Linked DNA regions of Mus musculus: regions 2 and 3 are each linked to region 1. A link is a contact called in public promoter capture Hi-C data. All regions are on one chromosome and are shown on one strand. Each heading gives the region's core, a stretch centred on a gene start, on an enhancer-like site or on the middle of the called end of the contact. The rest is flanking DNA. Distances are from core to core; before and after follow the strand shown. Region 1 holds the start of Metap1 (methionyl aminopeptidase 1). Region 2 holds the start of Adh6b (alcohol dehydrogenase 6B (class V)). Region 3 holds the start of 0610031O16Rik (RIKEN cDNA 0610031O16 gene).

Region 1 (2,700 bases), core at 22-2,521:
AACTTGCTTGTACACCAGGCTGACCTAGAACTGACAGATTTGCCTGCCTGACTCCCAAGTGCTGCGATTAAAGGCATGTATCACTTACCACTGGTGACATAATTATTCTTCTTCAACTTTATCTAGATACCAGCATTAAATTGTAGTGGAATCCTTTAAAAAACAAAACGTCTCTAAATGATAGGGCTACAGGGTCTTCCTTAATTTCATTGTCAGCACAATCTTGTACAATACAGAATGAAAGGTACCCTCATTCTCTCTGTATAGAGTAACACTGAAACTGGGGAACTTAAGTAATTTCACTTACTCAAGCTCTCAGAAAAACTAGCATGCCAAGGTCTTTGGCCTATTAACTCCCCTCTCCCAGGAACCTGTCAGTTTATTACCAACGTACTTATATTCTTCTCCTCAACAAATTGTAACTAAGAGCCTAATAACCATCTACTACTTGCCTTGCCATTATTCTGAGTCTAGAAACGCGATGGGACACAAATACTGTTCAATAAATACACACTTCTGTCAGGGCCCCACTCAGTGCTAGGTTTGCTCAGTTGCACAAAAACTACGTCGGAGCCTTGAAGCACAACCCCTGCGGGACTGTCCTTTCTACTCCAGGAACTTCAGTAACAGAAGTGACTCATCTCTTTACCTTACCGGTTCTCAAATTAATAATCTGAGATGCCAACGGAAAAGAATGAATTACACCGACCTCTCTCCACGCCTACACTCAAAGTTACTTAAATGTCAAAGCGCGGTAGTAAAACACAAAAGAAGTGAGACTGAAACAGCTCTCCTCTACGGGAGACTGCAGCCACCCCCAGGCCCCGGCAGGTCGCTTCCGTCTCCGTCCGGGATTGCAGAGACACCGGAGAGAAGCCCCGGGAGCGCGGCCAGCGGCGTCCAGACCCGACCCCGGCTCGGCGGAGGTCTTGGGCTACCGGCTCCCGCGCGTCCCTACCTGCGCACACACCTGGCCGCCCACGGGACCGCGGAGGCCTGGCCCGAACCCGCCGCAGGTCAGCTTCCGCCCCCGAGAGCGCCGGCGGCCGGGCTCCCGGCTCCCGAGGCCCGGGCCGCTCGGAGGCCCGAGCGGGAGGCGACAAGGCCCAGAGGCGGAGGACCGGAGGGGCGCGGGGTGGGCGGCTACCTGCGAGCAGAAGTACGAGCCCTGGATGCCCAGCTTGATGCAGGTGGGACACTGGAGCTTGGCCTCGCTGCTGCAGCCGTCCGTCTCGCACACCCGCGTCTCCACCGCCGCCATGCTGCCTGGCTGCCGGAGGAGGGAGGAACCGCCACAGGGCGGGGAGAGGGACCCAGCCGGGGAGGAGCTCCGATGGCAGGCCTAGGCGCCGGACCGGGAGGACCAGGGCCCGCCCCTACGCAGCGCGCCCCCGCCCCCCTCCGCGCACGCGCGGCCAGGGCCCCGCCCCTTAGCGCGCGCTCACCTGCTGCCCCGCCCCTCCCTCCGGTTCGGCCGACCCCCCGCCCTGACAGCCACGCCCTCTCCGCGCACGCGTAGTGGCGACCCGCCCGGCAGCCTTTACGCCGCCTCCCCTGCCCCGCCCCAAGGCTTGCGGTGGCGGCGACGCCACGTGGGGTCAGCGGAGATCCTACACCCCATGACGTTGGGACCCCGAGCGTGAAATTCTTGAGCCTTCGGTGTTTCATTCACTCGCAGGTGGTTGGGAAGGGCGTGGATTCCTCAGTTTGGTTCGCCGGGAGCTTCTTGGGGACTAATTCCCTTTTCTGAGTTCCGCTTCTCTCTGCCAGTGTTCTCCTCAAAATAAAAAAGAAAGAAAAAATTACGCTCATTCTTAAAAAAATATCAATGGACCGAGATGGGACTGAAATACGCTCTTCCTCATGTCTTTCCACACCCCGCTATTGAAATACATAGCGCTAGTAGCTGCCAGATAGTTCAATATCGATGATTTAAAATATATATATATTATCTGATTTTATAGTTTGAGCGAATTCCACCAATCAAGAATTGAGGGGGGTTAGCCGGGTAGTGGTAGCGCATGCCAAACTTTAAACCTAGCACTCAGATCTAGAGGCAGGCAGATCTCTCTGAGTTGGAGGCCAGCCTGGTCTACAGAGTAAGTTCTTGGATAGCCAGGGTTACCCATAGAAACCCTGTCTCAGAAAACAAACCAAAAGAGAAAAGAAAAGAAATGCGAGAATTAAAAGGCTCTAGAGTTTATCAGATACAACCCGGTAGCCTAAATCTTTCAAACACATAATCAGTAGACAACAACTGCCGTTTTCTATTTTTTTTTTTTGTTTGTTTGTTGCTAGAGGAATGCTGTGACTTTTAAAAAAATCTTTTCCACCTTAATACACCAGAAAAGCTCATGTTTTCTTGAATAACTTTTCCTGTATAACCAACCACTGTAAACTTTTAATAAAAATGTATACATTTAAGAAAATTAGTGACTGCATATGTGTATATGTTTGTATATGACATCTAACTGTATAAATCCCAGCTTCCTAAACTGTGGCTCTCAACTTCTAAATATGGAGTAACAAAATTTTTGGCAATAGTAAGCAGTTTTTGACAGCCTAACAACCAAAAGTTATTTCAGAATTAAACGCAACACTCAGCATGTGCATTGGACTTCTCTGCAGTCTGATCCTGCATCCACTGCACGTACACTCTGTATTGCGGGTGCTGTCACATAGGCAGTGACAAACACATCC
Region 2 (2,700 bases), core at 168-2,667, 150 kb before region 1:
GAGACCAAATGTGTGTGTTTTACTGTGTCAGAAATCACAGTCAGGAAGTGAAGGAGAAACAATACATCTAACTATCCCTTCACTAAGGAGTTTTTGTACAATACATAATTAAAGGAATTGTTTTGATTCTAATTGTGCTATGCTTATCATTTTAACTAGACTGAAGAATTGTAGGCACTCAACCTTTAACTTGTTGTTATGGGAGATATTTTAGAGCTGTAGCCCTAAGGAACTTATTATGCATCTATTTTGATGGCTAAAGCAAGGAACACCACGTTCTCCTCTATTTCATATTTGGTAATTTCTACTACAGACTAATGGCTTGAATGACCAAGAGCAGTGTTAATAGAACACCATGACCAACAGCAGTGTTATAGAACACCATGACCAACAGCAGTGTTACAGAACACCATGACCAACAGCAGTGTTATAGAACACCATGACCAAGAGCAGTTTAAGGAAGAAAGCATTTATTTTACCACATGATTCCAGAGGGAGAGTTCACCATGCTGAGGAAGGCATGGTACGGTGGCAGATGCATTCATGAAGCTGATAGAGGGAGAGGAAGAGGAAGATGGAGACAGAGACGGAGATGGAGACAGAAACACAGAGAGACAGAAACACAGAGAAAGACTCATGGAGAGAATAGGAAGCAGTGTGGGATCATAAACCTTCACACACACACACACACACACACACACACACACACACGTACAACGTCCCCCAAATGTCCCCACCAGCTGGGGGTCAAAGGTTCGAATTCAGGAGCCTCGGAGACATTTCTTATTTTAACTACCACACGTATGTATTCATACTGAGTTGAGTTTCTTGCTTCTACAATCAGTAAAAGAGGCTTCCTAAGATGCAGCAAATGCAACCATAAGCAGCCTAGCTCCAAATGCAGGCTAGCCTTCAGGTGGCAATCCAGCTCAAAGACATTAGCCAGAAGGCAGCAGTTCAAAACAGAAGTTTGGGAGCAGTCAGCAGCGTAACACAAGACTTCAGGAGTGTATGTAGATCAAGACTTCAGGCGTGTAGATCACTGCTGAACCCCGTGCTTGCGGGAACCAATGGCCACCTGCTACTCTTAGAGGCTAGCTTTTATTTTTACATAAAATTGATTCAAATGTGGATAGGTCATGTCACACATGCACCAGGAAGGAAGGAAAAAGATTACTGACAAAATGGTACTTGCTGGGAGAGCAAGACAGGCTCTCAAGAAGGGACATAAGTGGTTTGAAAGCTCACGGTGAAGCCAGGCCAGCAACATTAATGGAGACTGCTGAGATTCATCGTATAGTCAGAGAGAGGGCATGAAAGGAGCGGGAATGGCGAGGACATGACAGCTGCCACAAATAGCCAACGTAAAGTCCGGCTTCATTACAGCCACTTCCTGTGACCGGAAATACTGCAGGAGGGAGAGGAAGGGCTGGCTAACGTCAGGATGGAAGAAGCGTCATGTGTCTGGGAAAGCTGAAGCCTACAAGGTTCTCCATGACCTTTCCCAAGGGTCGTGGAAGCAGTTAAGCAACTGCTCAAGAGAGACTCTGACCAGCAAGGCGCAGAGAGGTCTCTGAGACTGTGGAACTCCTGTGCAAGCCATGCGGAGCGTTCCAGAGATTCAGCCGGGTGATGATGATGCGGCTGCTTTGAAGCCATCCTTGCTCCTGCAAATGATGCTTCACCCCTGTTAGGAGCCCCAATAAAAACTCAGTGGTTCAACAAGTTAGACTCCGGTGCAGTCGTTACTTCAGTCCGCCCTGCATTTACTCTCTGAGGTGAGTAGATGTATGCTTCATGCTGCTCTAGCAAATATTTGTCAAAAAATAATAATAATAATTGCTTTTCATTGATTGTGCCAGTTTAAAACATAATGTATGTGTTTTTTGATGGTTCTTGTTTTCTCGCTTATATTAATGCTTGATGTGTTTTTCTTTCAAGGTGTTAAATGTGCAGAGCTTGATGTGTTTTTCTTTCAAGGTGTTAAATGTGCAGAGCTTGGTAGGACACTCCCGTATACGTGGCACTTCGGCAGGTAGAGGCAGGTAGATCTACTACAACCTGTTTAATTTCACTCTCTCGTACACCCGCCCCACCTGAACACCCTTTATCAATCTGTACTTTTCTTTCTAATTTTTTCTCATGCCTCATAATTCCCCCCACCCCACCCCAGCCCATCCACAAACTCAGGGCAGCTGAAACAGGAATCCTTGTTTGAACCTTGGGACAAGCTAAACCTATAAGTCTTTAGGAAGTTTGGTCTGCTCGTCCAGAAAGGAATGATTCAAAACATGTAGCCTAAAAGTGGTGTTCAGTATCAGAAGACAGGATGTGCAAATGGTTCGCTGCAGAAACTTTTCTTCATCTCTTTTCTTCTAAAACACCCACTCCCTTTCCTCTTTTGCTTCTACTCCACCATCTTTCCTCCTCAGCTTTCCTCGCCGGCTTCTTCCTTCTGTTATCCTTCTCTCTTTGGATTTTTTTCATTTCTCTCTTTCTCTTCTCCTCCCTCCCTGGTTAGTGCATAGCATAGCGCGGCTGAGTCACTGTGGAGTATAAGAGAACATTTGTGCTCAGTCCAGCAGGTAACCGCTTGAGACAGAAGAGCCCTCCAGTCTAAACCTTCCAGAAGCAAAGATGGAACAAGCCAGCCTCGCCACAAAAACATCCAGCAATGTAAGTCAGGGTTTGCTCTTGGAA
Region 3 (2,700 bases), core at 116-2,615, 250 kb before region 1:
TTTCCTGAGTTCTCACATGTGTGGCCCGAGCGCCTGGGCTCACCCAGACAGAAAATCTGGGGGCCATGTTGATTGTGTCGTCCATTTCCACATCTCACGGATCCCAGGAGAATGAACCAATCAGTCCCCTCTTTCTCGTCTTCCTCTCCTCCCTGTACCTCTCCCCCAGATTCCTGCGACCTCATGCACATAATGCCTCCTGTGGAATAGATCTGGACTAGCTAATCACAGTGCTCCTCTTTTTCTCCTCTTAAAAATAACAAAAAAGGGTATTTTCATTCATTCATTCATTCATTCAAAGAGCAAAGGAGGAGGCAGAACCAAAGTCTTCCCAACATCTTTTCCCTCCCGGACCCTCAAAGTATGAGGTGGCCTGATCAATGTACACCATGCCTGAGTGAGGGACATTGATGACTGTTCATATGGAAGTGGAAGGAACAGGATGTCTCCTGAAAGGGTCTCAGGAATGCCACCACAGGTGTGCCTAGAGGCCAGGGCTCAGAGTCCCTCTACCTCTCCTCCCTGCTATCAGAGCAGAATCTCTTTCTTACTCTTCTCTGGCCTCTCTGTCCCTCCGTCACAGAGGACAGTGAGTTATGTTAGTCAACTGTCGCATGCAGTTTAACCTCCCTGAGGAGCTGGCTCTAGAGGCAGGGTGGAAACCCCCCATTAAGATCCAGGCATGATTATCCTATAGAGTGTCCTCTGAGATCCTTTCTCCAGCGGGCTGGCCCCTGACCCTTGTGAGAAAGGGAACAGAAAACTGAAAAATTGTTTGAAGTGAAGATATTCATGTCCGTAAGACCAAAGAGTGTAATGTGGGAGTCAAAACCCTGGCCCAGAACACAGCGGGGAGCCAAACACTCCCAGACAGCCCAGACACCCTCCCAACGCAAAAGACTCAGCCGCAGTTTGTTAAAATACCTGTGGTGGTGGTGGGTGGGGGCTGAAGAGATGGCTCAACAATTAAGAGAATACACTTCTCTTCCAGAGAGTCTGTCTGAGTTCAATTTCTAGCACCTATGCCAGGTGGCTCAAACTCCAGCTCCATAGGATTTTGTCCCTCTCTCCTGGCCTCTAGCTAGAGGCCCAGGGCACACGGCAGATCTACATACATATTCACACATTAAAATAAACTCTTTTAAAATATGTGAACTTCCTGTGGCAGGAAGAACTAGTTTGAAGTCTCACCCAGAAGAAGATAGCTGTTTGGGACTCTAAGTCAGTCGCACTGGCTGACTGTTGCTTTCCCCAGTGGTTTCTGCTGGTCGGTGTGTCTGTTCAGAAGTCCGTCTGTCTTTCTGTTGTTCACTGAGTTAGCCTTTCATCCCTGCTGGTTGTGCTTGGCGAGCTCACTCCTTCACTCTCTGTACGAGACTAACACTGAATTAATAACTAAACGATTATTTAGTGACACAGGGTCAGTGAATAATCTGGGCTCACCTGGAACTCACTATGTTGTCAAGGATGGCCTCTAACTTCTGATTCATGCTATACTGGGAATAAAATCCAGGATTTTGTGCACACTAGGCCAGCAGTCCACTAACTCAGCTACTTTCCCAATCCCTATTATGGTATTCTTAGATTTCTTGAGCTTTAAAAAATAAGTTAACTTAGTATTCACCAAAAACAAAAGTCAAAACCATCCAGAGCCATTGCGTATGACTTACAGTTTGTGTAGCTAATTTTCACTATCCTTTTGAAAACTGCCAATCACTCAGTGTAAATTCTGCTATCCTGTTATCTTCAACCAACTTAAGGTACGGTGAGAACTTGGGGAAACCCCATGGTCTGCCTCTTGTCTTGTCCCTAAGATGTATTTCTACAATCTTCCCTAAGCTAAGCAACTGAAAGGCAACCCCAAACACATTGCTCCTTTGATTAGAAGGTGTTCAGAGACTCCATTTTTTCCCTCTGGGTTTCTTAACAGAACTGGAGCCCCTTGCACCAGCTGAATAACTTCTCTCTGCCTCTGCACCAACGTTGTCTGCTTAGCACGTGTTAAAGAAAAATGCTTGCGGCTGTGGCACTAACCCCACAGGGACATCTTCTCTTTCGTTGGATTCCCTCTGTAAGTCCTCCTGTGATCTCCGTTCATGCTACCCTCCCTGCCACCAATAATTTCTGCTCCTCCTTTAGGGGTCAGCTTAGTCCTTTTAAGGATATCTATTCTGACCCCAGTCATGGGCTCTCCAGTACCCGGATGTGATTCGGCCATCATGTGTACCACGGCTTACTTTACTTTTATGTCCCTGCTGTTCCTTCACAGGACTAGTCACCTGTCACCAGCTGCTGGAACAAGAAGTGACATCTATCAGGTCTGAAGTACATGTGAACATGAAAGACTAGTTTCTTCTCCAGAATTTCTAAAAAACCAGAAGGTGGCAGTATAGAGCTCTCTCTCTCTCTCTGTGTGTGTGTGTGTGTGTGTGTGTGTGTGTGTGTGTGTGTGTGTGTGTGTGTGTGCAAATTGGCCAGTTAGTTAATCTAGGAAGAAAGGCAGAAAATTCTCTCTCTCTCTCTCTCTCTCTCTCTCTCTCTCTCTCTCTCTCTCTCTCTCTCTCTCTCACACACACACACACACACACACACACACACACACACACACACACACACACACATTGGGATAAACTTTCAACTGAGCCTTGTTTTTCTTTCCCAGTAGAGTTCAGGAAAAAGAATCCTGGGGGAAATTTTGTG

The links. Promoter capture Hi-C pulls out the DNA fragments that hold promoters and counts their contacts. Capture Hi-C pulls out chosen DNA fragments and counts their contacts.
Region 2: a promoter capture Hi-C map of liver shows a contact between it and region 1. The contact joins the promoter of Adh6b here to the promoter of Metap1 in region 1. A contact is called at or near these places in 2 of 39 promoter capture datasets (cranial neural crest and liver) and 1 of 9 other capture datasets (adipose tissue).
Region 3: a promoter capture Hi-C map of adipose tissue shows a contact between it and region 1. The contact joins the promoter of 0610031O16Rik here to the promoter of Metap1 in region 1.

Annotation. Positions count from the first base shown.
Region 1 is chr3:138,488,111-138,490,810 of GRCm38.p6, forward strand. It overlaps Metap1 (methionyl aminopeptidase 1), which reads right to left and starts at 1,272. Exons shown (of 11, transcript NM_175224.4): 1 at 1,148-1,272. The coding sequence starts at 1,261.
Region 2 is chr3:138,340,222-138,342,921 of GRCm38.p6, forward strand. It overlaps Adh6b (alcohol dehydrogenase 6B (class V)), which reads left to right and starts at 1,418. Exons shown (of 11, transcript NM_001370857.1): 1 at 1,418-1,778; 2 at 1,942-2,045; 3 at 2,578-2,676. The coding sequence starts at 2,638.
Region 3 is chr3:138,238,298-138,240,997 of GRCm38.p6, forward strand. It overlaps 0610031O16Rik (RIKEN cDNA 0610031O16 gene), which reads right to left and starts at 1,366. Exons shown (of 3, transcript NR_045760.1): 1 at 1,192-1,366.